Linked DNA regions of Mus musculus: all the other regions are linked to region 2. Evidence: chromatin contacts called from public Hi-C and HiChIP or PLAC-seq data. All regions are on one chromosome and are shown on one strand. Each heading gives the region's core, a stretch centred on a gene start, on an enhancer-like site or on the middle of the called end of the contact. The rest is flanking DNA. Distances are from core to core; before and after follow the strand shown.

The links. Hi-C and Micro-C count contacts between places; a contact is called where the count stands out from the background. HiChIP or PLAC-seq counts read pairs in DNA pulled down with a chosen protein or histone mark.
Region 1: a contact with region 2 is called in an H3K4me3 HiChIP or PLAC-seq map of embryonic forebrain, with 2.8 times the contacts expected there. The contact joins the promoter of Map11 here to the promoter of Gigyf1 in region 2. A contact is called at or near these places in 2 of 39 promoter capture datasets (liver and pre-B cells), 2 of 115 datasets of contacts at active chromatin or transcription factors (bone marrow-derived macrophages and embryonic forebrain) and 1 of 9 other capture datasets (pancreatic islet).
Region 3: a Hi-C map of B cells shows a contact between it and region 2, with 6 read pairs. The contact joins the promoter of Stag3 here to the promoter of Gigyf1 in region 2. A contact is called at or near these places in 2 of 39 promoter capture datasets (liver and pre-B cells), 1 of 484 Hi-C or Micro-C datasets (B cells), 1 of 115 datasets of contacts at active chromatin or transcription factors (bone marrow-derived macrophages) and 1 of 9 other capture datasets (pancreatic islet).

The regions. Positions count from the first base shown.
Region 1 is chr5:138,262,113-138,266,514 of GRCm38.p6, forward strand. It overlaps Map11 (microtubule associated protein 11), which reads right to left and starts at 1,940. Exons shown (of 11, transcript NM_153161.3): 1 at 1,310-1,940; 2 at 955-1,050; 3 at 735-864; 4 at 546-632; 5 at 302-422; 6 at 58-205. The coding sequence starts at 1,720. It overlaps Gal3st4 (galactose-3-O-sulfotransferase 4), which reads right to left. Exons shown (of 4, transcript NM_001347507.1): 4 at 2,809-4,194. The coding sequence ends at 3,181. 6330418K02Rik (RIKEN cDNA 6330418K02 gene) reads left to right here and starts at 1,933. Exons shown (of 3, transcript NR_045821.1): 1 at 1,933-1,989; 2 at 3,645-3,893; 3 at 4,115-4,402.
Region 2 is chr5:137,517,147-137,521,701 of GRCm38.p6, forward strand. It overlaps Gigyf1 (GRB10 interacting GYF protein 1), which reads left to right and starts at 1,734. Exons shown (of 24, transcript NM_031408.2): 1 at 1,734-1,840; 2 at 1,937-2,066; 3 at 2,164-2,259; 4 at 2,360-2,471; 5 at 2,591-2,699; 6 at 2,882-2,922; 7 at 3,066-3,230; 8 at 3,401-3,654; 9 at 3,739-3,856. The coding sequence starts at 1,806.
Region 3 is chr5:138,277,097-138,281,901 of GRCm38.p6, forward strand. Stag3 (stromal antigen 3) reads left to right here and starts at 3,413. Exons shown (of 34, transcript NM_016964.2): 1 at 3,413-3,558; 2 at 4,769-4,805. The coding sequence starts at 4,779. It overlaps Gpc2 (glypican 2 (cerebroglycan)), which reads right to left and starts at 2,841. Exons shown (of 10, transcript NM_172412.2): 1 at 2,553-2,841; 2 at 1,743-1,901; 3 at 1,119-1,441; 4 at 311-391. The coding sequence starts at 2,718.

The DNA.
Region 1 (4,402 bases), core at 690-3,189, 750 kb after region 2:
TCTACCAACCCAACAGTTCCCACAGTGGTCGTCACTTCTGTGATCACACCAGCTCACCTCCTTGGCCCCAGGAGGGGGCTGCTCACCCCCTCTCAGCTGGAACAGGAAGTTGTGTTCCTCCAGGGCACTAAGTGGACAGGGGAAGTAGCCAGATGTTCCAGGAAGCCGACAGAAGGATCCCATGGAGACTTCCCCAGACTGGTGACTAGTTCAGAAGAAAGAAAGGCAGGACATGAGCTTGCCACTTCCCATCTCTGTCCCCAACCACGCCACAGCTCTGCCTCCTGCCCCAGAACCTCACCAGACATTGTCCACCAGCAGCACAGAGCCATCAGGCATGACAGGTAGATAACTGGCATTGAAGTTGGGGAGGATTCGGATATCCCAGATGGAGATCTCTTCCTGGGAAGAGCTATTCAGCACTGTGCGGGAACAAGCCCAGCTCAGAGTAGTGAGAACCCTCCTACCCCAACTCCACCTTTACCTAACATACTGGACCCATTCCCTTGCTGCTAGTCAAGCCTTGCGCCAGCAGATCTGCTCACCCTTGAGCACGGTCAAGTGCTTTCCAGCCACAGTGAACTGCCGGCATTTCAGAACTGGAGGGGGCAGCAGCGTCAATAGGGTGCTCACTGCAGAGAAAGGATGTGGCAGGAAATCAAGACCTCCACATCACAGTGTGGCACCCTCTAATCTACTCCTCTCCGAGCTCCAGCTTTCCCCCTCTCCCCCACCTTGGGCCTTGAAGGCGCTCTGTTCTCCACGGAAAGTCTCCCCAGGAGATCGAGTCTGTAGCAAGCGCAGGTAGCCTTGATCTCTGACTTCTGGTGCCTCGACCTCCCGCTTCCACACGGTCACTACAATCTAGGTACAGGAGCCATCGGACCATGATCACGAGGGGTCTTAAAATGTCATCTGAATTATAGGGCAACAGCCTCAGCTCTGTTATCCTACCTTGGCCTTGGGTGTCCCTGGGGGCAGTCTATCCAGTGAAACGGTGAGTGGGAAGATGACTTCATCTGTGGACACAATCGGTTCTTCCACAGGCAGCTAGGGGTTATATGAAAGGGGTGAAAATGTCAGGATGGCGGCAAAGATTCAGGCTCCTTTAACGTTTCTGCAAGACAGAGCAAGTCTTTATGCCCACCCCTTCTTGAAATCATATGCCTCCCGTCTTAGGTTCCTCTGCAGGACAGGACAATGCTGTCATCTGCCTCCTACATCAGGTCCCTAAGGAATCCATGCTCCAAACTATCTTTCTAGCTTCCAGCAAACCTCCCCTCAGCCCTTGTCACCCAGAGATCCTCACCGTGGTCGCGCCCCCTGAGGTAGCAGGGCCCTGGCCGTGGGTGAGAAGGGGGCTGCAACCTCGAAACAAACCCCCGCCCCCCGGGTCCCCTCCCCCCGGGGGGTCAGCATCCTGGTCGCCGGCGCTGCCGCACCCTGGCAGCGCTCCTCCTGCGCTGACCGAGGCCAGGGCGGCCAGGGAGGTCGCCAGCTCGGTCCAGGCCCCTCGGGATGCCAAGCCCGCGCCGCCCCCAACGCCAGCCCCCACGCTGCCTCGGCAGCGCAGCACCAGCAGAAAGCGGACTGTCTCCCCCAGGTACAGATGGTTGCGCCGGGGCAGCGCCCGGTACCGGCCCGGGTCCCCGGCCAGCTCGGCGCGTGGCGGTAGCGGCACAGCCGGAAAGTACATCGAGTAGTCGCATTGGGACTCCATTGGGTGGGGAGGACGATGCGACCCGAGACCGGGCCGGCAGGGAGCCACGGGACCGGGGGAGCTCGGCCTGCGAGTCCAGACACCGGAGGACCGCGGCTCCGCCCGGCAGGCAGCGGGACACACCAGCCTGGCCCGGAAACCAGAGAAACGAACCCGGAACCTAGACCCAGCAGCGCCAGACCAGGAGTGCGGGCGCTGAATGACTGGAGAGAAAGCGGAAGCGGAAGGAAGGGGGCGTGGCCTCCGAGGCTTCTTGGCTGAGTCGAGGGGTGAGTGCGGGCTGCTGAGGAACCTTTAAGGATGCTAGACTGGCTTCTTTGGGTAGAATTTATTTTTATTTGTCTCCGCCTCCCTCCTTTCCTTTCTTTCTCTTCTTCCCTCTCTCTCTTGCTTTCTTCCCTGACTTTCTCTTTCTGTTCCCTCTCTCCCACGCTTCTTCCCTTTTATGACAGCATTTCTTGTAGCCCGAGCTGGCCTTAAACTTCCTCTAAAGCTGAGGATGAATTCAAATTTTTGCTCCTTTTGCCTCCATTCTCCGGAGCGCTGGCATTACAGGTATGTGCCATCAGGTCTGACTTATGCAGGGCTGGGCGTTGAGCCCAGGGCTTCATGAATGCTAGGTAAGCATTCTGCAAACTGAGCCACACCGCTGCCTTTTTTTTTTCTGATATTTTGTTGTTGTTGTTGTTATTATTGGTGATGTGTGTGTGTATGTGTGTTACTGGAATGCCTGAGCCTCAACCTCATGCTAGCCAGTCGTTTTACCAACAGCTGTATCCCCAGCATTGAGGGAATACTGAAAGAAAAGAAAGACCCCATTACTTAGCCTAATTTCTGTCCAATAAAAGATTCTCCATCACTTCTCCTTTTAGAGCCCTACATAGAACAAAGAACTGGGGGCAGGGGAGATGGCTCTTTGGTTAAGAGCCCTTGCTGTTCTTGCAGGGGACCAGGGGTTGGGTCTCAACACCCACATGGTGGCTCACAATATTTGGTAACTCCAGTTCCAGGAGATCTGTGGACACCAGGTACATTTACACATGTAGGCAAAACACTCATACACATAAAATAAAATAAGTCTAATAACCTTTTAAAAAATAAGTAAACGTTTCGTAGCATTTATTCATCCAACAAATATTTTGATAGTGAAATTAGCACAGCTCCATAACAAATATTTCGTAGAGAAATGGACATATATCATGCCCCAAACTTTCTCTGTGTCGCTGTCATCTTTTGCCCCTCCAGGGGGTTTTGAGGAACTGCTACATGAATCTGTCTTGAGGCTTGAAGTGGCAAAGTTAGGGGTTGGGGGAGGCAACAGATTCTGCTGGGATTTCTAGAGGAAGTCCAGACAACAACAGTCTCATCTTAGAGCAAACTTCCTGTTCCTTCCAAGGGAAATACATACGCACCTAGAGGTCCTCCACCCGTCGCATATGTCCTAATTTGTAGTCTGATACCTATGGGGACAGTAGCCTTGAGGTCTTGAGAGGCGAGGAGACTGTAGGAGGAAACTGCTTAGCATCAAGTTTATCCTTATACTGTAGCTCTGGAGTAGCCAAGCGTTCACATTCCTCTTTGTCTTTCTGGTTTAGTCCACTCTGAAGTACATAGCCCAATACCTTAGCTGAACCAAACTGTAAAGGACGGAGCTTTGCATCAGCGATGTATTTGGGGTCTAAAGCCTCACCTCCCACCAAGCAACGTTTAGCCAGAGCTTCTCTTCGAGCCCGGAGCTCAGCCACAGCACGTTGCAGTCGACTCCTGCCATACTGTTCTATCCGCGCCCACAGACTACGGTTGAAGTGAATATAAAGAGCCCAATCCAAGTTATTCCAAGCTCGGGCCTGTTTGGTTAGCTGCTGATCTTCACCAGTCACCACAGTCTTATTGGCAGTTCTGATAAGACTCTGCTTTTTTCCAGCCTGGGCATTGTGCATGAAGCCCACCACATCGTCCAGACTCCAGCACAGGGCATCTGCCAACAGGACCAGTGACTCATCAAAGTACTCGGCCACCATGACCAGGTCAAAGACTGAGTCCAACCAGGCCAGACCCCATTGGATAAAGGATGAGGGCCTAAAATCTGAGGAGACAAGGCTGGCTGGCTGCTTGTAACTATCAGCAGCTGTGGTAACAGGACGGAAGAGAGTTCCAGGGCTAGCACCGGAAGGTACAATATGTAGCTGGAGAGATTTGGGGTCTCTGGGTAGCTGGGGACTCACTTTCATGGTCTTTGTCTCTGGGGGAGAGGGCAAACCAAAGTCAAACCATAGTAAGTTACGGGCGTAGTGGTTGCCACGGGCTCCGGGTCTGTAGAAGGCTTGAGGATTGGACAGGAAGGCGGCCAAAGACGGTGCCTTTCGGAAAGCCGATGAAACTGATTTGTAATAGGAGAAGGCAGAGCGGGCTAGAGCTGCTGGATCTCGGACAATGGAAAAGAAGAAGCTATCAGAAGGCATGACCTGAAGTACCTGCAGAAGAAAGAAAGAGAGGAAGAGCTTGACTGAGGAGAAAATGAGTCCAAGCTGAGGCTCTGATGAGCCGTCAGGCTCTGCTGTACACCCCCAGTTTCCCCTACTAGCTGTGTGATGTTGGGGAAATTACATAGCACCTCTGAAATTCAATTTGCTGTCTGCAAAAGGAAAGTAGTCAGAGGTTCCCAGGTAATTGAGAATACTC
Region 2 (4,555 bases), core at 484-2,983:
TGATTGTGGAGCCCTCCTGAATCTAGTGCAGTCATTGGGGTCGGGAAGGGGGAGTGGAGTGTGCAGCCTGAGCTAGCCCAGGCTCTTGTAGTTAAGACACTTACCTCACTGTGGCTTGGGAGTTCTGGGGTGCTGAGATTCTGGGTCACCCCATTGTCTGCCATGGGGCCTTGGTTTAGTTACTGAGGAGACCCTCTTTCCTAGACTCCTCTAGTGGACACTCTCTTCTTCCTTCTAGATTCCTGGCGTCCTGCAGCGGATGGCGACTGGAGAGGCACACTGGTCCAGCCTCCTGCCCAGCCTGTGATAAAAAACCCACGTATTCCCCCCGGACACTGCCTGTCCTTCCTTCTCTACTCTGCCCTTCCTGAGAGTCTCCTACCCAGGACCCTAGAGGAACTTGCCCTGTTGCTGCCACTGCTGCCTCATTAGCCACTAGAGACTGAACTTGCCTCTTCCCATATGGTGAGGGAGCCTTCCGCCAGCCACAACCTGAGAACCCTGCTCCCACCTTGACCTTTTTTCTGAGGGGCAGTTGTTGATGTAGGGTAGGAGTTTAGGTCTTGGTTCCTATTCCTGTGGCCACACCCACCTGCTCAGAGCCTACCGTGAGTGGAGTGAGTACCTGTGGCTCTGGAAGTCCTGTCTGCTTAGTTTGTGCTGAAACCCAGCCCCCTCAGACAGATGCCCTAAGTTTTCTTTAGAGAAGTTGGCTTGTTCCAAGGCTTGTCATACTGCTTTATAAAATGGACCATTCCTCTATAGAACATAAGCGGCCCCAATGCCTGCCTGTCTTATTTTTTGAGACAGGGTCTCATATAGCCCAGGCTGGCCCTAAACTCTTATGTAGCCAGAAGTGACCTTAAATTTCTGAACCTCCTGCCTCTCTCTATCTCCCAAGTGTTTGGGATCAAAGCCGGGTGCTATATTCCTTGTTGGTGTGGTGTTGGGGGCAGAGTCTAGGGCTTCAAGTATGGTGAATAAGTGCCCCCCCACCCCCAGCCAAACTATATCCCCAGTCCAGTGATTGTTTCAGAATAGTCTTACTGTGTGCTGTCCCAGGTTGTCCCAGGAACTTGCAGTCCTCTTGCCTTTGTCTCCTGAGTGCTGGGATTACAAACATGGGCATTACAAAGCAGGCTTAAGTTTTGTGCTGAAAATCCTCACTGTATTCTGGGCACACTGGTTACCTCAGCCATCCCATGAGAGCACCTCTGACCAATGACCACATTGTCCCTTCTCCTGAGTGCACTGTACCCGGCAGCTGTGGGCCAGGGGCTGGGAGACTGTCTAATTCACTGGGGTAACCTCTCTCTTCCTCCTCTTCTCCCTAAGGATCTCTCCCAGATGTGAAAGTTTCTCCCAGGCACTTAGAGGCTAGAGCTAGTTGCTTGGGGATCCTAGTTCAGCGCAGCCCGGCCCCTGTGAGACCAGAGAGCCCTTGTTTCCCTGGACAGAACTGTCAGGTGAGTGTTGGGCCACCAGAGGGCGTCCCACTGAGCTGGAAGGGGCTCAGGCTTCAGTGTTCCCTCACTCCCTAGGACTCTCCCCTACCCTGACTCAGCTTTGGTTAACTCATGGTGTGAGTGGTCACCTGTCTGGTGTAGGTGAGTTCAATGCCAAAATGTCTCACCGTCTAGATGGAGGCCTGTCACTGGCCCAGCAAAGTGCTGGCGCCATGACTGATCTGCCCTGCACCAGCTTACTCATGACTTGTCTGTGACCCTACAGGTATTTGGACAGTACTCTCCTGGTCCTGTCTCTGCCATTCATCCTTGACCTTTGAGAAGCATCGAAGCTCCACAATGGCAGCAGAGACACTCAACTTTGGGCCTGAGTGGTGGGTCACTTAAGCTCTGGTCCAGGGGAAAAGCTGGTGTAGGGGTGAAGGGCCACGTGGACCTCCGTCTCCCCTTTTTTTTTGTACCTGTTTTAGGCTGAGAGCCCTTTCGAGTGGTGGCAGCGTGGCCTCTCCACCCCCATCTCCTGCCATGCCCAAATACAAGCTGGCAGATTACCGCTATGGGCGAGAGGAGATGCTGGCCCTCTATGTCAAGGAGAACAAGGTGAGGTTTGGGATGGAGCACAGCTCCCTCGCCCATTTGCCTTATCTGTGAGTTGCCTCTGAGTGGTTAATATATTGGGCCTCCTGCCCCATCCCAGGTCCCGGAGGAACTACAGGACAAGGAGTTTGCTGCAGTGTTACAAGAGGAACCGCTGCAACCTCTGGCTCTGGAGCCTCTGACTGAGGAGGAGCAGGTGGGGCTGGGCCTAGGGTGGAGGAGGGAGGGGCTGGGCTTGGGAAGATGGGGGCTGACTGGGTGACGGTCCTCACTGCCATCCCTGGCTCCCTCCTCAGAGAAACTTCTCGCTGTCGGTGAACAGTGTGGCTGTGCTGAGACTGATGGGGAAAGGGGCTGGGCCCCCTTTGCCTGCCACCTCCCGTGGCAGGGGCAGCACTCGGAGCCGAGGTAGACAGCGACTCCTCGTATTTTTTAGGGGAGGAGGTGGGCAGAGTTGGAGTGGGTGGTGGCAAGGATACAGAGGGACACTGGAGGGTCCCAGACCCAGTGTAAACCCTCTTCTTCAGGGCGAGGCCGTGGTGACAGCTGCTTTTACCAAAGAAGCATTGAGGAAGGCGATGGGGCCTTCGGAAGGAATCCTCGGGAGATCCAGCGAAGCCAAAGCTGGGATGACAGGTGGGGATGACAAGATGGAGAGAGACGGGCAGAACGGAGGAGTGCCACTGAGCTGGAATAGGGTGACTAGAGGGACCAGAGACACCCAGCAGGCCAGCCCTGATCAGAGCCCCTGGGTCGTGTCTACCCAGCCTAGCACCCCCTGGGGAAGGGTGATGTTTGACCGACGCCTTTCTTCACAGAGGCGAGAGGCGGTTTGAGAAGCCTGCAAGGAGGGATGGAGGTATGAGCGTGTTGATGATGGTGGCCAGCATGGTCGGGAGGCAGTGGAGGTGGGGTTCCCAGGTAGGGGGATGGGGGGGGAGCTAATAGGAGTAAGCTCTCTTGAGGTTCATCCATGCTTACTGTTTGTCTCCCCTGTGCCAGTACGGTCTGGCTTTGAGGAGGGAGGGGCTGGCCCAAGGAAGGAGCATGCACGCTCAGACAGTGAGAATTGGCGCTCACTTCGAGAGGAGCAAGAGGATGATGGCAGCTGGAGACTTGGGGCGGGACCCCGGCGAGATGGTGATCGCTGGCGTTCCACCAGCCCTGGTAAGATGGGGGCTAGGTGGGGTCAGGATATCCTGGCGATACTAGGGAAGAGGTGCCATGCACGCGAGGAACAAGAAGATCCCAGGGGAAGCCTGGTGGACTGGAGAAGGTGGGGCTTGGCTTGGCTGGGCACTAGAGGATTTTTGCCCTTCTCCAACTTTCTCTTTCAGATGGTGGTCCCCGCTCTGCTGGCTGGCGGGAGCATGGGGAGCGGAGGCGCAAGTTTGATTTTGATTTGCGAGGGGAGCGCGGAGGGTGTGGTGAAGAGGATGGGCGGGTTGGGGGCGGCAACTCTCACCTCCGGAGATGCCGGGGGCTCGATGGCTTTGAAGATGACAAGGATGGGCTCCCCGAGTGGTGCCTGGAGGATGAGGATGAGGAGATGGGCACTTTCGATGCCTCCGGAGCCTTCCTGCCCCTTAAGGTACTCATCTCAGGGGCCAGTGGGGTGGTGGCAGCTGCCCCCTGGCTGCCCTCCCACTGTGTCCACTCTGCCCTCCCCACACAGAAGGGCCCCAAGGAAGCCATCCCTGAGGAGCAGGAGCTTGATTTCCGGGGCCTGGAGGAGGAGGAGGAGGAGGAGGAGGAGCCGTCAGAAGGGGTGGATGAAGAGAGGCCTGAGGCAGGTGAGCCCTCATAGCGGTGCAGGGACAAGGCCTGAGAAGCTCGGGCTGGGGCAAGTTGGCAGAGATGTGTTGCTAAGCTGGCTGCTGACTGGCCGCCCATGTGTCAGGTCAGGCCGCTTAGAAACGTTCAGGCGGGAGTGGTGAGACGGTTTGGCACGTGAAAGGCTTGCCACCAAGCATCATGCTGTGAGTTCAATCCCTGGAACCCACAGGAGAGAGGGGAGAAGAACCATTTCCACCAGGTTGTCCTCTAGCCTGCAGCACGTGTGCTGGGGTGGGTGGCGGGCCGGGGCGGGCCCAGGCAGGTGTGCAGAGAAATCTTTGTTAGGTGTGAGCACACAGCCCCTCACCACATGTAGGTCCTCCCCTCTCTCAGCGCAGGACCAGGGCCAGCGTGCTTAGTGTGGACTGCGTGGTTCTCTATGTCTGTGCTCGTGCTTGGTTAGGGCTTGACCAGAGTCAGAAGGATAGACTCACTACCCAAGGTCACACGTGTTGACTTGCACTGCCTCAGATACCACCCCCTGCAGTTGTCTTTTCCTGTGTATGTGGGCAGGTCAGAGGACAAGTGTCCTTGCCTTTCACCTTGTATATGGTAGGATCTCTGTTCTTTGTCTGTGCCAAGCTAGGCTTACAAACTTAATGGCGGATCTCCTGTCCTTTCCGTGTTTCCATAGGAGAACTGGGATTGCAGACACA
Region 3 (4,805 bases), core at 2,163-4,662, 760 kb after region 2:
AGGACCAGTGATGAAGAGAGATCTTCAGTAGCAGGGAGGAAGGAGGGGACATTGAGGGGTTCACTCCAATCTCAAACTGTTATAGAAAGATCAGCAGAAGGCATGTGGGTCACCAGAGGGAGGACCAGAAGTCCCAGGAGATCATGTCAGACACCCCGGGGAGGCCTGACTCTGGCCTTCCTTCCTGATGTCCTCTGGAACACCAGAGCCCAGGAACAGATAAGGAAGGGACAGCTCTAGGCCTCTCCTGCCAGATGGTGCCTGTCTTCTTCACATCCTGGGCTCTGTCCATATTCAGGGCCCCTCTAACCTTAAGTGCTTCGCTGACCACATTTCTTCCAGTCTCCAGACCCTGGACCAAGGCCCGGGCTGCCACCAGTGCCCTGGATATCTGGAGGAAAAGAAGATGAGAAAAAACAAACAAACCCACAAAAATTATCAGTTAGTCAAAACTGGAGTGAGAGACAGAAGGAGGTTGAGTTTGTGGGATTAACTTGGGGAGGGTACACTGTTGGGTGATACAGAGAGGGGGAATTCAATAGGCCCAAAGGAATTGTGGTCTAGAAGGGCTGGGTGTTTGGAAAGAGCTAGTAGGGTAGAATATGTATCAGAACACTGAACCTAAAGTTAGAAGACTGAGGGTGTGAGCTCCTGCATCTCTGCTTATTGGCTTTGAGACTTGCTTGGGAGCCCCATTTTTATCCTCTGTAAAATAAGGATGCTCTCATTTACCTCAAACAATTATGGTGATAATTCAATGTGATACTGTAGGTGAAAATGATTCCCAACTTTGGTGGCCATTCTTATTTCGTTGACCCACGGGAAGTTACCATGTTAGGATTAGAGAGGTGTTGGCAGAAAGTAGCTGAGGGTGGAGGGCCAAGTGTATATATAAAAGTAGGGCAAAGAATGTAGCTAAAGGAGACCAAGGGGTCAGACATAGGTGACCAGGGCTTGAGATGGGGATCACCAAGTCAGAGAAGGCCAAGATAGAGGCCATGAGGTCAGAGGTGACATGGGAACAAAAGGGGGTGATTGTCTTGGAGGTGACAGTTCATACCATTAGAGGTCACTAAGGGTCGGAGGTTGCTGAAGTTCAGGTTGTGGGACCTCCTCACCTGTAGGCGGAGGCGGCGGGGTGAGTCTCCGAAGGGCTGCAGAGAGCCATCAGCAGTTGAAGTAAGCCGAGTAAGACAGAGCAGGAAGTCAGGAGGGAAACTGTATTGTGGGTGCAGCAAAGGGAAGGCTCTCTCCAGGAGCTGTGCCCAGAAATCCGCCAAGGTGTCATCTAACCCCTCGCCAGACTTCTCATAGTAGTCCCGCAGGCCGGAAAACAGGCTATTGAAGATGACGGCGTGCTGGGAATACAGGCGACCATAGGAATGCGAGAAGAGCTGAGCCAAAGAATGCTGGGATATAGACAGCATCTCCCGAAAAAACTCTAACAAAGGTGGAGGGATGAGAAGAGGGAACAGAGACAGGGAGAGCAGGGAAAGGGCAGAGGCAGGAAGGAATGAGGAAAAGAAGAGGCAAAAGAATTAGAAGCTGAGTAAGCTGGCAGACTAGGAACAAGGAAGGGCAGGGTCCTGTAGAGAATGTGGAGTGGGGATGGGAAATAAGCAGGGGATTCTGGGGTGGGTGGTGGTGGCCTAGCTATGACTGCAGGAGGTGGGAATAGGAAACGGGGTGCATAAACACAAAGAGGTGTGAAGCACATCTGGGAACCCCCCAAAGGTCCTCACCATTAAACTTTCTATGCCGGGCAGCCAGTGTGTGAATCAGGAAAGAGCCACTGTCCTCTACCAGGCCACGGAATGTGACTTCAGCATCCCTGATCAACTTCTGCTCTGTCTCACTGGAACAGCAGGTGTACTCCTGAGGACAGACTTGAAGGTGCTCACCTGCGCAGAGGAGACAGGGAGGAGGACTGGATGGCAAGAAGGGATATTAGGAATCTCCTTTCATCCCTCGCCTATCTCTGGGGGCTGATTTTTGTCTTCCACCTGCCCGGTTGCTTTTTCCTTTGTTTGCCCCTTCAGCCCTACCTGAACCCTCTTTTATTGTCCCTCACCCATCTCAGCTTCACTCCTATTTGTAATGGGATCATCTATTGAACAGCTGCTTTGAGGGCCATATTAGTGACCAGAGGGTCTTCAGGTAACCCTCCCCAACACTGCACAACCCACTCCTCCAGGGACTTATGGGACAACTATGGAATGAAGAACGGGATTTGTAGGGGTGGGGCTACTTGGTAAGCAAGAAAGTATTGTCATAGAAGCTCACAGGAATTGCAAGGCGATTTCTGGCTGTTAGAAAGACACTAACGGGTGTGCTAATTACAGAGAAGGGAATTCCTTGGGTGGGGACTGAATGAGAGTTATTATATGAGCAGCAGGTTTATTGTGATCCCGGGAAGGAAGTTACTGGAGAAGAAAGATGCTCAACAGATGAAACAATCATCATAATGGTCACTGAAAGGAAAGAGTTATTGTGAGATGGGGAGGACCCGTCCCCGCCCCTTCCCACCCCGACTCTTCCCTCTTTCTTCTCACCTGAGATGAGGGAGGGAGGGATTAGGTTTAAGCTATATCCCCGGGCCCCCAGCACCTGCCGAGTCTCTGCACAACTCCGGACGACCTTTGCCTCACTCCCATGTCCCGGCCCTAGACCCGGACACAGATGGAGCAGCAAAAGCAGGAGAGGTCGCAGCGCAGACATAGGTGCTCTCCTCCCTGGGACGGGGCAAAGTGGGTCCTAAGGAGGAAAGAAGAGTCCGCGGAACTCTAGAACCCCGTTCTCGGCCGCGGGACGTCTCGAAGAAAAGAATAGGAGCGTGTCCCCTAAAACTGAACAACCCCAGCACCGTAGCAGGACCAGGAGGCATCTGCGGAGACAATGGGAGCCGGGGAGCGGGACAGGGGGCGGGGCCCGAAGCGGTAGCCCGCCAATGATAAGAAGAAGCCGGCCCCAGGGGCGGGGACAGGGTAGCCGTGAAGCCAATGTGGAACGGCAACTCGGCAGGGGCGGAACACGGCCCGCACGGCGGAGGCTGGCAGGGGTAGGGGTTGTGGTCTTGAGAAGGGGCGTGGTATTTTGCTCGAAAGGCGGGGTTTGGGTGAAACTGAGCCAATTGCAATTGAAGAGCCGGACTGAAGGCAGCAGCAAACGCTCAGCCAATGGAAGGGGACATAGGAGTAAAGGAGGCGTGACCAGGATGGAGCGACTCCGCACGCGCTGGAGCCCACGTGACAGGACTGCACAGCTACATGCCTGGCGGCTGCTCGAAGCCAAGCGCGCTGAGAGGCAGGAACGTGGTTAGCACGAGCTCGCGCTGCGCCAAGTCTCGCGACACTTCTCAGCCGCGCGAAGACCAGTTAATCTCGCGCCTGCGCACGGCTTATCCCGTGCCTTCCCGCGTTTTTTTCTAAGGCTTAACCGCCCGCCACCAGAGGAAGAAGAGCAGCTGCGGCGGGCGTCTCGCGACCGAGGTGGGATGTCCACTGAGACCTGAAAGGACCTCTGAGGTGGTGACCTTTCTTCAGCCGTGTTCATCTAAAGGTCATTCTTCCAAGTTCAAACTGTGAGGTTGCCCCTTTGGACCCATAAATAGGCAGCGTTCCAACCCCCTGTCTCCACTGAGGTCTGTAGCTCTGTCTCGTGTCCGCTATGGAGGCCGGAAACCCTTTTTTTTTTTTTCGAGACAGGGTTTCTCTGTGTAGCCCTGGCTGTCCTGGAACTCACTCTGTAGACCAGGCTGGCCTCAAACTCAGAAATCCACCTGCCTCTGCCTCCCGAGTGCTGGGATTAAAGGCGTGCGCCACCACGCCGGGCCCGGAAACCCCATCTTCTGATTCAGAGAGATAAGCAGCCTCATAAACGGAAGACACCCTGCTCCCTCCTCCCCCACAGCCCAAATAAGCTTGGGGTCAACCTTATGCAGCGCGCTTTCTGGAAGTAGAGAACGCGCTTTACTCGTTGGAATGTTTGTGGCTTAACTCAAATGACACCTCTGCTTCCGGATCACGAATAGCCTCCCATTTCCTGTAGAGTCAGACAATGAGTTTCAGAAATGGAAATCTGAGGTGCTTTGCTGGTTCGGTTTTAGCAGCTGAGCCTCAGCCAGTGTACCCCTCTCTGATTCCTCTAAGAGGGATTTGTGCCAGAAGCTGCTCAGAAACTGCTCTGTGTAAACCCTCTGGCCTTGTTTGTTTACCTATATTGAAGATTGGCCCCAGATCCTCTGGCCTTATTAAATTAATTTACCTATACTGAAGATTGGCCCCAGATCCTCTGGTGTTATTTATTTATTTATTTTAATTAATTTACCTATACTGAAGATTGGACCCAGGTCCTGTGGCCTTAATTTATTTAGCCATACTGAAAGTTGGGTGCTGCCCAGAGTCTTGGAACATCTACTGCTCAGCTATAACCCCCAGGCCTCTTTTTTACTGTTTATTTTGAATAAGGTCTCACTAAGTTGCTCAGGCTACAGGCTACTCTGGAGTTCCAGGCTGACTTTGAATTTGATGAGCAACCTGCCTTAGCCTCCCAGGTAGCTGCAATTACAAGCCTACAGCATCACTCCTAGTTTCAGGTTTCTGTTTGCAAGCCCTTATAGCAGTAGTGACCATAATACCTCGATGTGGTTAGGTTGACTATTGGTTTTGGTGCTCTATCCCATAGTACTGAGACCACATTCTGGGAGAGAAAGATGATGGTCTATAGAGGGATATAGTAGTAGTAGGAACTCTTTCCTTTTTTCCTACAGCTGGATTAACATGCCTACTCTGTGGTCACCTTCTACC